Linked DNA regions of Ovis aries: regions 1 and 2 are each linked to region 3. A link is a contact called in public Hi-C data. All regions are on one chromosome and are shown on one strand. The core of a region is the stretch at or near the end of the contact, and the rest is flanking DNA. Distances in the headings are between cores, read along the strand shown. Region 1 overlaps TCF4 (transcription factor 4). Region 2 overlaps TCF4 (transcription factor 4). Region 3 has its middle 170 kb from the start of TCF4.

Region 1 (3,193 bases), core at 331-2,830, 360 kb before region 3:
TGGGAAGGAAAAAAGGCGATCTATTTCTTTCTCTAGAAGGAGTTACTGAAGCTATCTCCTACAGAATTTCACCACCTGGCATTATTTCCCAACCTGACTCCTGCATATAGACCTGGAGAGATGAATTTGCCTACCAGAACTTGTCTCAATTCATATATATATATATACATACATATATATATATATATATATATATATATATATATACATACACACACACACACACACACACATACACACACATATATAAAGTTAGGTCCATTTCTTTCATTCTTTTAAAGGTAGAGAGGGGGTCCATGCAAATAGTAGGGATGTGAGAGAGAAAGAGAATGTGAATAAATAAACAGGGGAGAGAAGAGAGAGGAAAAGAGGAAAATGAAGGGAGGAGAGCGGACTGGAAAGCACAGGGGTGGGCAGAGAGCAGAGGAGGGGAAGAGCCGAGCAGGGATGCAGGCGGCGCAGAGTCCCCAAAGTGCTCTTGGCTACACGGACCCAACATTCTTTACTATCATATCAGATACAGACTGCTTAATCTTAATTTTGCTTGTTAAAAAATATTTATCCAGATACAAAAATAAACCCACTGCAAATTACAAGTTGTCAGGGTTAAAAATCTACTCCTGTCTGTGTGGGGGAGGACAAGAGACCAGCATAGACATGAATCATTCTCAGTAATTCGAGTGTTTCCATGACATCAGTGGGCACCCGTCCAGGACCCTGTCGAAGTCTGTGAGGTACCGAAGAGGCAGCGCAGCCAGCAGGAGGCTGGGAGGTGCACTTCTTTCCCCCCCCTTTTTTTAGGATTATATTCCTTGTAAAGATTTCATCTGTGACATCCACTTTTACCATCAAATAGATCGCTCCAGAGATCCTGAGCAAACACATGTCATTCTGACAGTGTAAACCTTTATTACATCTTTTTGTTCCCAAAATCAACTATAAATCTGTCCTTAGAGCTCAAATCCCTGTTTGGGAGCAAAACAATCAGGGACATGGACTGTGGGTAAACCCAAGTACCTTCTCAAGCCTATCTTATCTACTCTACTAATTTCCTAATGACAAAAAGCAGCCATTTTACAATGGCACCTCACTTCCAGGGAGAAAAAAATATACACATCTTTTGTATAAACTGTCCACTAAAAATTAGCTATGATCTTGATGTCAGTCTTCTGCTTAAAATGCTCAGGAACATTTGTTTCAGATAATAAAATTCTCAAGAACACTGATAACATGTTTGAGTAGGATCCTTAAGTAACTATCTGTGCTCGTGACCACAAAAGCTCCTAAATATGTGTGTTTACTCTATGCCAGCCATGGATTTTTGTCACTTATACCCAGTGGCTGGCGCGGACAGCTTCTTTCCTCCATTCTTCGCCACCGACCTCCCCCCTCATCCCCACGATCACAACGGAGCTTTGAAAGAGCTCAAGATTCTATTTTTCCAATATTTAAAAGAGATAGCAGTGATGAACAAACCCGGCGCGTTCACTGCGGAATTTTCGAGACAACCCTCCAGTACTAGAATGCGACAGCCGCTGCGGATATTTTTTGGCACCAAGACAAGGGTGGCAGTGCCAAGCCCCATGGCTAAAAGTACTCAAAAGAGGCATAAGGGCAGCATTAATCGCTCAAGTCTTTTACTGCATGGAGTACTGTTGTCCATATTTTAAAAACTAAAAGTACCCGTTAGTAACATTTGTCGTCTGCCCACCAAGGGGGTGGTCGGGGGGGACTCTGAAATATACACCAGAAACAAATCTTGTCAAGCATTTGATTCATTTTTATACCTAAAAGGACCAAATGTTAAATTTTGCTGCTGGTGACGATTTGCCGTGCATGAAACAAATAATATGACCTAATAGGCTACACTGAAGGCTGAATGAAAGCTACAAGAGAGGATTTCATAAACGAAGTCGACATATTGGCTAAACAACTTTCTTCTGCAAAAATGATGTATACAAGGAACATGTAATGCTATGTCACAATTTTTTAAATTAAGCAAGAAAAACGCTGTAAATGAGCAGACCCAACATCCGTCAATCAATCCTTCTAAAGACAAAGGAGCTCAACTCGCAGCCCCTTCTCTAGAACAAGTCGGCATCTACAGTGAGCAAACAATCCGGAAAGTCAACACGTGTTTTGTCCAAATTGAACCCATCAGCTGTTAAAAACCTATATTTAAATTTGATTATTAAAAATGACACCAATGGGCAATCAATAAAGGAGTCACTTGCTTTTTCTGTTGCCCTTGAAAAACTCAAAGCTATGCAGAAAATATAAGCTGTTCCCATTTATTTTTAAAGACCAATCCTTTTGCTGATTTATTCAACTGTTCTTTATCTTGCTGCCTCATGAAGGATAAAGAAAAAAATTTAATGTGGGGGTGGGGGGGAGTTATGATGAACAAATATCTATAATTCAAAATCTAATACTTTTATATTCTTACATAATTTTCCATTTGACTCCTAATTTGCCTTACAATCTATTCATGGTATCCCATTGCAAGGGAATGCCATAGGAAATGACTGAGAATGAAAGTGTTACATGAAGGAAAAAACTGGTATCATAAATTCATTAATTCACAAGGACACATCTAAGAAGTATCCCCGCTGGCAGATTGCTACACCTAAACAGTTCTAATCCATTTGGAGGGAGTGAGAGACAGGCAAGAACAACTTATCCATAATATGATTTTTGGAGATAAGCCGAGACACAGATGAGCCCACGGGTGGTTGACCCATAGGATAACAATAGGTTGTGTTTGGGTTTCTAGCTTTTCATTCGTACAAGGCCACTTTTAATATTACATATAAATGGTAAGTATTTCACCAACAACCAAACAAGATGCCCTATACACTGGAAAACATCCTCCTGTGAAAAGCCTTGATTTAAAAAAACAAAAACAAAAAAAAGTGACCTGATGTTGTAGGACAATACCCAGCAAGGTTATTCCATTGCTAATCCTCATTCTGGGAACTGAAGAACCAGCCCTTTGTTCTCTGTCACCAGACTAAGGAGCTCATCACAACCCTGTTTGAGTTGGATTAAATCTCTGTCCCTGCCCTCAGGCCATCCTTGGTTACCCTATCATCTGGGGGTGGGAGGCATACTGAAAAGAGTATTTCATTAAACAATAATCGGAAGAGTGGTTCCAAAAATATACATGAGGTTATTTATAATTTACAGTTCTCTC
Region 2 (3,727 bases), core at 782-3,281, 420 kb before region 3:
AATGAGTTGAGTTTCGATGGGACAAAAAAGATGTATGTAAAACAAAAAAGACCTTTACCCTCTGCAGGGTGGTTACAGGTGAGTAAGGGGATTCAGCTGCTCCATAAAGAAACCGAAAGGACAAAATATCCCTGGGTCACACTGTGTGATTTCATTTCTTGAATGTACAACTTTCTCAAAAGGCCAGACTTTCTGCTCTTTTTAAAAATGCTAAGGCCATTCCCCAAATTTGGCTGTGAGCGACATTACACTGAGAATCTCCCTAAACACCAAGGACCTTAGTTGTGAAGCTTCGCAATTCAGATAAAGCACACACTGAAGAGAAAGAACTGTTCAACAATACATGGCGTGCCTGGCTTTTAGCTTAGCTGGGGAAATGCTTTCAATAAGTATAAACGAAGAAAGAAGGGAATGAAGGAACGGATGAATGGATGAAAACGTCTAAAAATGACTTTTCCCCTCCCACCTGGGTACTCCCAGTTTATTATAGGGTTCCACTTAACAGCTAGATTGCTGATGTAATTTATTAAAGGGGAAACAAAATGGCAGTGTTTCTAAAATACTTACTGGGGTTTGAATTTTCTAATTCCAACTATATCTGTCCATAATAAATATGATTCTGTTCTCTTTCGCCCAGCACTAGCGACTAAGCTACAGATTATATGTGACAACATCTCATACACTTAAAAATTCACATAAAGGAACTCTATGAGGACTGCCTAGGTTCTGCCACTGAAATTTCACTCACAAGGCACAGGCCTTACTATTAAAACATAAGTGGCAGAATGTGTTATCTTTTTATTATACAACAATACTTTCAAACAGTGTAACAGTTACAGAAATAGGTTTATTTCCTATTTAGCTTCAAGGTTGAAAACATTCAAACTGATTCAACAAGTCTCCATCCCCAGGCCATGAATATTCTTTTAAACTCTCAGCTTCAGGAGAAATGACACGCAAGTTAAGTATGTTGCATCCTTAAACAAATTTTATTTTTATCTCCTCTGCTAACATCTCAAGCTATTACACTTTCCTATCATAAAGCCCAATTTTTATACTCCACTTATTATTGAATTATTTTGCACTTCAAGTTCTTTTCATAATGAGCAAGCCAGAAAATATTATTGTACCCTGGGCTTATACACCTGAGCACCTGTGAAACAGCCGTATTCCCCAAACAGGGTTACTCCAAAACATTACCGCCAAGAATCAGCCACCTACTTGAAACTGCCTTCTCATAGCAGCTAATGATATAATGATATACTGTGCCAATCGGTAGAATGAAAGCCATTACAATATTATTATAAGTATAATCCAGGAGGCATATTTAGAATGATATGGGCTGGGAGGGAGGAAGCTGCTGGAGACAGTTAGGAACTCTGTCTCAGATGATATCTAAATAATTGTTCCAAAATAGCATTATTCTAAAATCCCTGGATGGGAACAGCAGTGGAGACAGTGACGGGTCTTGTATGTGTGTGGAAGGCAGGTACCACAAGAGTCGTTTTTCTGACAAAACCTAAGTCTTTCTAACGTGAGTCCATGCTCTTTCATCACCAGGGCTGAAAAATACAACTGATAGAGGAAAACACCAAAATTTTCCCTTTATACCTGGCCATGAAGGGAGCTGCTCAATACAACGTCCCCATTCTTCTGTGACACTGAGCATTCAAAATAAATGTAGGGAAACGTAATCCACGCACAGACCCTCCTCTGATTACTCCAGAAGTAAACGCTTATGGATCAAGTTTCAACCCTAGCAGGGTGTTTATGATTAATTCCTCCGACGACAAAATTAGACTCGGAAGACAATAGTGGGTGTCTCTGAAGCACGGAAAAGGAATTCTTAAAAGATTCTTTTCAAAATCCCATTTGCACATTCTCTTGGAATTCAAATAGATATTTCTCCCTGAAACTTAAAATCACCCTTATTTCCAACCCTGAAATTTTCCAAACTGCAGACTCTTCTGCACTACCTGCATTTCTCTGAAGAGGGAGTATAGGCTCTAGAAAAGCAGAAACTCCAACAGCTCTGCACCTACACAACAGCGGCAGCCAAACACCCGAAACACCCAGAATCACTCACAGGCTGCTGTTCTGAGATAAAATAATGGAGTATTACAATTACAAACTCTGCACCGAATTTTAAGAAAAGCTCTCATTCCTTTGAAAATGAACATGTTTGTGTTCACAGACAACACCCTGGGACAGTGAAGACCAAGGCTAAGAATCTCAGGCTATTGCTTTGAAACGCAACTTTATGTTCAGTGTTAAGAATTCAGTGCAACTTGTGAAAAAAATAAAACAACACAGCAAGTGTCTGTCAACAGCCTGACACAATCTAACCTGCCTTAAGAAAATAAAACTTCACTGTGTTTGAAGAGATTCTTTATACCTTTTAGGATTGTTGCTACGTATTTGTTCTACGAGCATCTTACTTAAAATCCTCCAAATTCGATCTGACTTTCATTCACAACTTTCAAACAAAAAATTTAGAATTGCTTGAAGACAAGAAGACACACCTTGAAAAGGCAGAGTTGTCAGTAATTGGTGGTGGTGGGCGGGGGGAAGGTGCAGAAAGAGAAAACTCCTCAATGTTAGAAAATCAACAAATGTTTCAGTCGAGAAAATATTACAAGTTTAAAAGATGATGCTCAACCGAATACTAAGCCAAGCATCTCTATTATTCCACAAACATAAAATAAAGGTACTTGAGCCAGATTGTGCAGAACAAATTTCTATAATTTCCGAACACACGCAAGCCTGTCATAATTCTCTCTCTAGGCTCTCCAGCAGCCTTACAGTCGTTTCTTACCTTCTTAATAATTAAACCATTCAGAGGAAGCCCAAGACTTCACTGCAAAGTATACTCTTCAATGAAGGTGATAATGTAAGGTTGGAAATAACAGTTGCCTGAAATGTGTTTCTCTTTTCTCAACAAATGAGTCCAGCTCTACACTGAATGCTATTGTTCCAGTGAAATTTCGACAGAAATCTAAGGGGGTGAAATACTGAAAACCTGGTTAAAAAAGAAAAATAGATGACGGTGGGAGGGGAGGCACATCACAGGTACCACCTCGGAAGAGCTTGCTTAGTGGGATAATCAGATAAAGCTGGCTGACAAGGCAGCTCCATGGTGGAGAGAGCTGATGGCTGTCTTGTGAGTCTTTCAAGCACACATCCTTATCATCTGTAAGGATAATCCGAACAGAGATCAAAAATACATAAACCTTTCACCCATAGTTAACTGAAGTTTTTCTTCTCCCTTACATTTCTTCTCACTTTATATTTAAGATACACACACATCAGAAGACACCTTTAAAAAGGCGAATTTAAAAGGAGCAGAATTGGATTTCAAGACAAGGAGGGCAGTGGATGAGAATCCTTAAGATTCTGAAATTCCAAACAAAAATACATAAATCTTTGAGCAATCTCCTGAGACACTGAAATGCCTTATGGGATAGATGTTGTTTATTTGGATGAATTTTATAGCATTCAAAAGTACTTTCCATGGAATAAGAACCCTCAATGTAAAGTTAAATATAGAGATTCTCCTATGTTTGTTTCACAACCAGCAATTCAAAGAAAGCCTAACTTCTATAACCTATAACTGCAGGGAAAAGGAGAAAACTGGTTTTCAAAGAAAACAAATAAATACTTCTTTTGTGATGAGTATTTTTGCGACTTTCAAGGTGCTTCCCAATGTCATGTTACATATTCTGTGTGA
Region 3 (3,527 bases), core at 40-2,539:
GCTTTAAAGGAAAAAAAAAAGAAAAAGATGCTTTTCCTAACCAACTTCCTAGCCATCCTGCGTCAGCAGCAGCTGTAGGAATCCCTTCTCTGCACAAGGGCAAGGTGCTGTGGGGCTGTTTAACACCTGGCCCCAGCTCCGCTGAAAGCCTGGCCAGTATCAAACACCGTGGGTCACAGAAATATTTATGGTGGTTATGATACAGTGAGCCGGGGGGACGAAATATTTCCCACCCAGTAATATTTAATGGAAATGCTTTTGCTGACTTGATGATAAGGAATCTCTTCCTGGTGGTCAAAACCAAGGAATTAGGAACCTAAGATTTTACAGCTGGAAGAGAGATGGAACTCCCACTTCCCGCGCTTAAGGAATATGAATTGTGTTCAGAAATCTTCCCACACTCCCTGGTTAGTACATCCACTGATTTAGAAAGTCCCAGGGGCTCTGGAAGTTTCTGATGATGGATCATCTTTTTTTTTTTCTTCTTCTTCTTTCTCCCTTTCCTTCAGGGCTCCAGACAGTTGGTGCTTAAGTGTCTACAATTTAACGTTTCACATATCTTCCTTGGGCTCTCATATGTCTACCTATCCCGCCTAGGACATCTCCCTAAATAATCTCTGAGTGGAGAGGAACGATCCTCTCCTAGGAGATTTATCTGAGAAGGGAGGTGCGCGGGGCCGTTCGAATTCCGAGGCTCGGATTTCGTTGCGGGCAGGTCAGATGGTGCGGTCGGCGGGCTCCAAGGATGCGCGCAGCTGTCCCCGCAAGAGGCGCGGCGCACAGGTGCTCGGCCTCCCGCCCCTGAAGTCGCAGGGAAGCTGCCGCACCGACACGTGAGTCGCAGGCAGTTAAACCTCGGGTGTTTCGACCCTGGTGGACAGAAAAAAAAAAAAAAAAGTCAACGACACCCGGGGCGACTGTCGCGATTAAAGCCCCGGCCCCTCTGTCGCCAGCCCTCCGTCCAAACCGACGGAGAGCCTCGGATTGGCACCTCGCGGCCCGAGCCTCCCTCCGCGGGCTGCGTCTGCGCCATCTCCCCGCGCGGTCTGCACCGGCTCGGCGGCGGGGGCCGGCGGGTTCCGCCGGCCGTGGGGCTCGCGGTGGGCGCGGGGGCGGGCGCCCCTGACCCCGCCGGGCCGACGGTGCCCGCAGCCCTGCGAGCCGCGGCGGGTGCGTCCCTCCCGTGCGCCCCGCGCGCTCCCGGGGCGCCGGCCGAGCGCCACGCGGTCTTAGCGTAAGTCGAGCTCGGAGCGTGCTCCTCGCGGCCGCCGGCCGCCCCGCCCGGTTCCCGCCGCCGGCCTCGCCCCGCGGTTCCTCCGCCCGGGCGCTTCATGCGGCTGCCTGGCCCGGCCTTGTCCGCCGATCGCGCTGCGGCGCAACTCGGGGGGCACCCAGCAGGCGCCGGCTCCTCCGCTGGTCCCGCGCTTTCCGCGCGGTTCCGCCGCCTCCCACCCGCGAGACTCTCCAATTTGATAGGATCTTTGATCAACCGCAGCGTTTCCCCCAGGTGTTAGCTGCCTCCGTTTGTAACTTTTCTGCATTCCCGTGATTCCTTCTTTTCTTTCCTCTTTAAGGTTGTGGATAGTACAAAGTTTGGACCTGGCATGTTAAAAAAACAAAAACATGTTACTTACAGTTTTACAGGGGGGTGCTGAGTGGGTTTTTAATTTACTGACAAAAATCATTCCACCGCTCTTCATTTTCCTCTCTGAATCTCAACTATACTTCATCTATAAAGTAAAATGTAAACCATTTTTATCTCACCTGCCTTCCAGTAGAGGGTTGGTGAGATGACCTCGTGAAGGATCTTGCAGGGATCGCTAATGATTTTGTGATCTGTAGATTTGAAACGTAGGATTAGAAATATATCATTTTCTTTTAAGCGGTGAGTAAAGAAGCAGGGCGTCTTTCTCTCTCCCTCTCACCAGCTGGGGCAACTAGGGCTCTCCACACTCAGTGTCAGGAACACAGAATCAGGGTGTCAGACCTGAGATGACGGGTCTGTCCGGCAAGGACTACAGGTTAGTCCTGTAAGATCCTTTGTGCCATGGGTTTTCTCTGCTCAAACTGATAATAGAATAGTTAATTGCGTATTTTGAGTTGTTCTTCCTTTCACGTTTTCAGTCCTGGAGGGAGGGAGACTGAGAAAGAGAGAGAGGGGGGAGAGAAAGGCAACTAGTTCTCATCTTTAAAATACAAAAAAAAAAAAAAAAAAAAAAAAAAATCAATCCCTTTGATCAAAGTGGAAAACCAAAGGCCCAAATCCCTTCCATTACCCTCCACTGTGATTAAAATTGAAGTGTTCTTAAAAAAAAAAAAAAAGTCATTTCAGATTGCAAGGAAGAGAATCTCTCTCTTTCTCTAGGCCTCCCCCACCTTCTTTGCCTCTTTCTTTCTCTTTTAAGGGAGACATAGGAGCAGTTTAGGGATGTTTTTCTGATTGGAGAGTTTTTAAGAGGCTACCTCTCAAAGGCAGCTGAGACGACTGAACGCTGACTTTAGGTGAGCCAATATGAGGCATGTACTGCAGAGCCCTCCGAAAGAATCTAGACTATTTTTTACAGGATAAATCACCTGTGTGTGTGCGTGACTGGATTATTTCGTGTATGTTGTTCCGACCCACCCTTTCCCTAGGACGCCAGGGCGACCTTCTGTGAGAGGGGGAGGAAAAGAAGGAAGATGTGTGAGCTCCCCCTGGTGCTCGTCTGTATTCAGGCGAATTGAAAAGAATTGTCAGGAGCACCCGTCTACACAAGCGGAAGGAAAAGTCAATGATCTGGGTTATTTCAAGTGGCCCCGCTTCCCCGCTCACCTGCGGAACATTTCAGATCAAGGTCTCCAGGCTTGGATTCTCTCGGATCCTTTATGTCACACTGTCCGTGTAGACCTGCCTTTGTTAGATAATGTCATTTCTGTCAAGAGTTGGAAGAGGAATCCATGCCATGTCAGAGAACAGGTTGACAAAGCACAACTTGAAGTGGGAATTTGGCAGCTGCCCTGTGGATGGGATTGCTCTTGGAATCAAATTGGATTACTTTTTTGTCCAGGCTTGTTCTCTTTCTGGATGAATAATTTTCACACGCTAATTTTTGTGTGTGTGTGCAAGAAGATATCACAAAGATATCATGGGGCTCTGGTGCAAACCATCTTGATCAATAAGTCCTTCAATTCTAGACCACGTCTCCGATCCCAGTAATGTCCTGTATGTTTAAGTACTTTTTAAGCACCTGCAGTCAGGGACCTCTGAGGGCCCTGGTTCCAGTAAAGGCGGTGGAGGCAATCCCGTGCAGTCTACTGGATAAATTCATCACAGCGGCCTTCAACAATTTGTCAACGTGTATTTAGTTAGTCCTGCATTTGGTCCACACTATGGGGAGTGTAGGGCTTCCCTGGTGGCTCAGATGGTAAAGAATTCTCCTGCCATGCGGGAGACCTGGGTTGGGAAGATCCCCTGGAGAAGGGAATGACTGCCTACTTTGGTATTCTTGCCTGGAGAATTCCACGGACACAGGAGCCTGGCGGGCTGT

What was found. Hi-C and Micro-C count contacts between places; a contact is called where the count stands out from the background.
Region 1: a Hi-C map of hypothalamus shows a contact between it and region 3, with 8 times the contacts expected there. The contact joins two enhancer-like sites. A contact is called at or near these places in 10 of 16 Hi-C or Micro-C datasets (blood, hypothalamus, mesenteric adipose tissue and 5 more).
Region 2: a Hi-C map of hypothalamus shows a contact between it and region 3, with 8 times the contacts expected there. The contact joins two enhancer-like sites. A contact is called at or near these places in 3 of 16 Hi-C or Micro-C datasets (hypothalamus, muscle and tail adipose tissue).

What each region holds. Positions count from the first base shown.
Region 1 is chr23:55,138,036-55,141,228 of ARS-UI_Ramb_v3.0, forward strand. The region is part of intron 4 of TCF4 (transcription factor 4); the gene reads right to left. Among named protein-coding and RNA genes, the nearest start is that of TCF4, 190 kb to the right of the region's middle. Within about 2 kb of position 1,581, at least 8 of the 54 cell types and tissues checked have an H3K27ac peak or open chromatin away from gene starts, as enhancers often do. A contact at or near this core is called in hypothalamus, where this site is marked.
Region 2 is chr23:55,072,525-55,076,251 of ARS-UI_Ramb_v3.0, forward strand. The region is part of intron 7 of TCF4 (transcription factor 4); the gene reads right to left. Among named protein-coding and RNA genes, the nearest start is that of TCF4, 250 kb to the right of the region's middle. Within about 2 kb of position 2,032, at least 7 of the 54 cell types and tissues checked have an H3K27ac peak or open chromatin away from gene starts, as enhancers often do. A contact at or near this core is called in hypothalamus, where this site is marked.
Region 3 is chr23:55,496,447-55,499,973 of ARS-UI_Ramb_v3.0, forward strand. No RefSeq gene overlaps it. Among named protein-coding and RNA genes, the nearest start is that of TCF4, 170 kb to the left of the region's middle. Within about 2 kb of position 1,290, at least 12 of the 54 cell types and tissues checked have an H3K27ac peak or open chromatin away from gene starts, as enhancers often do. A contact at or near this core is called in hypothalamus, where this site is marked.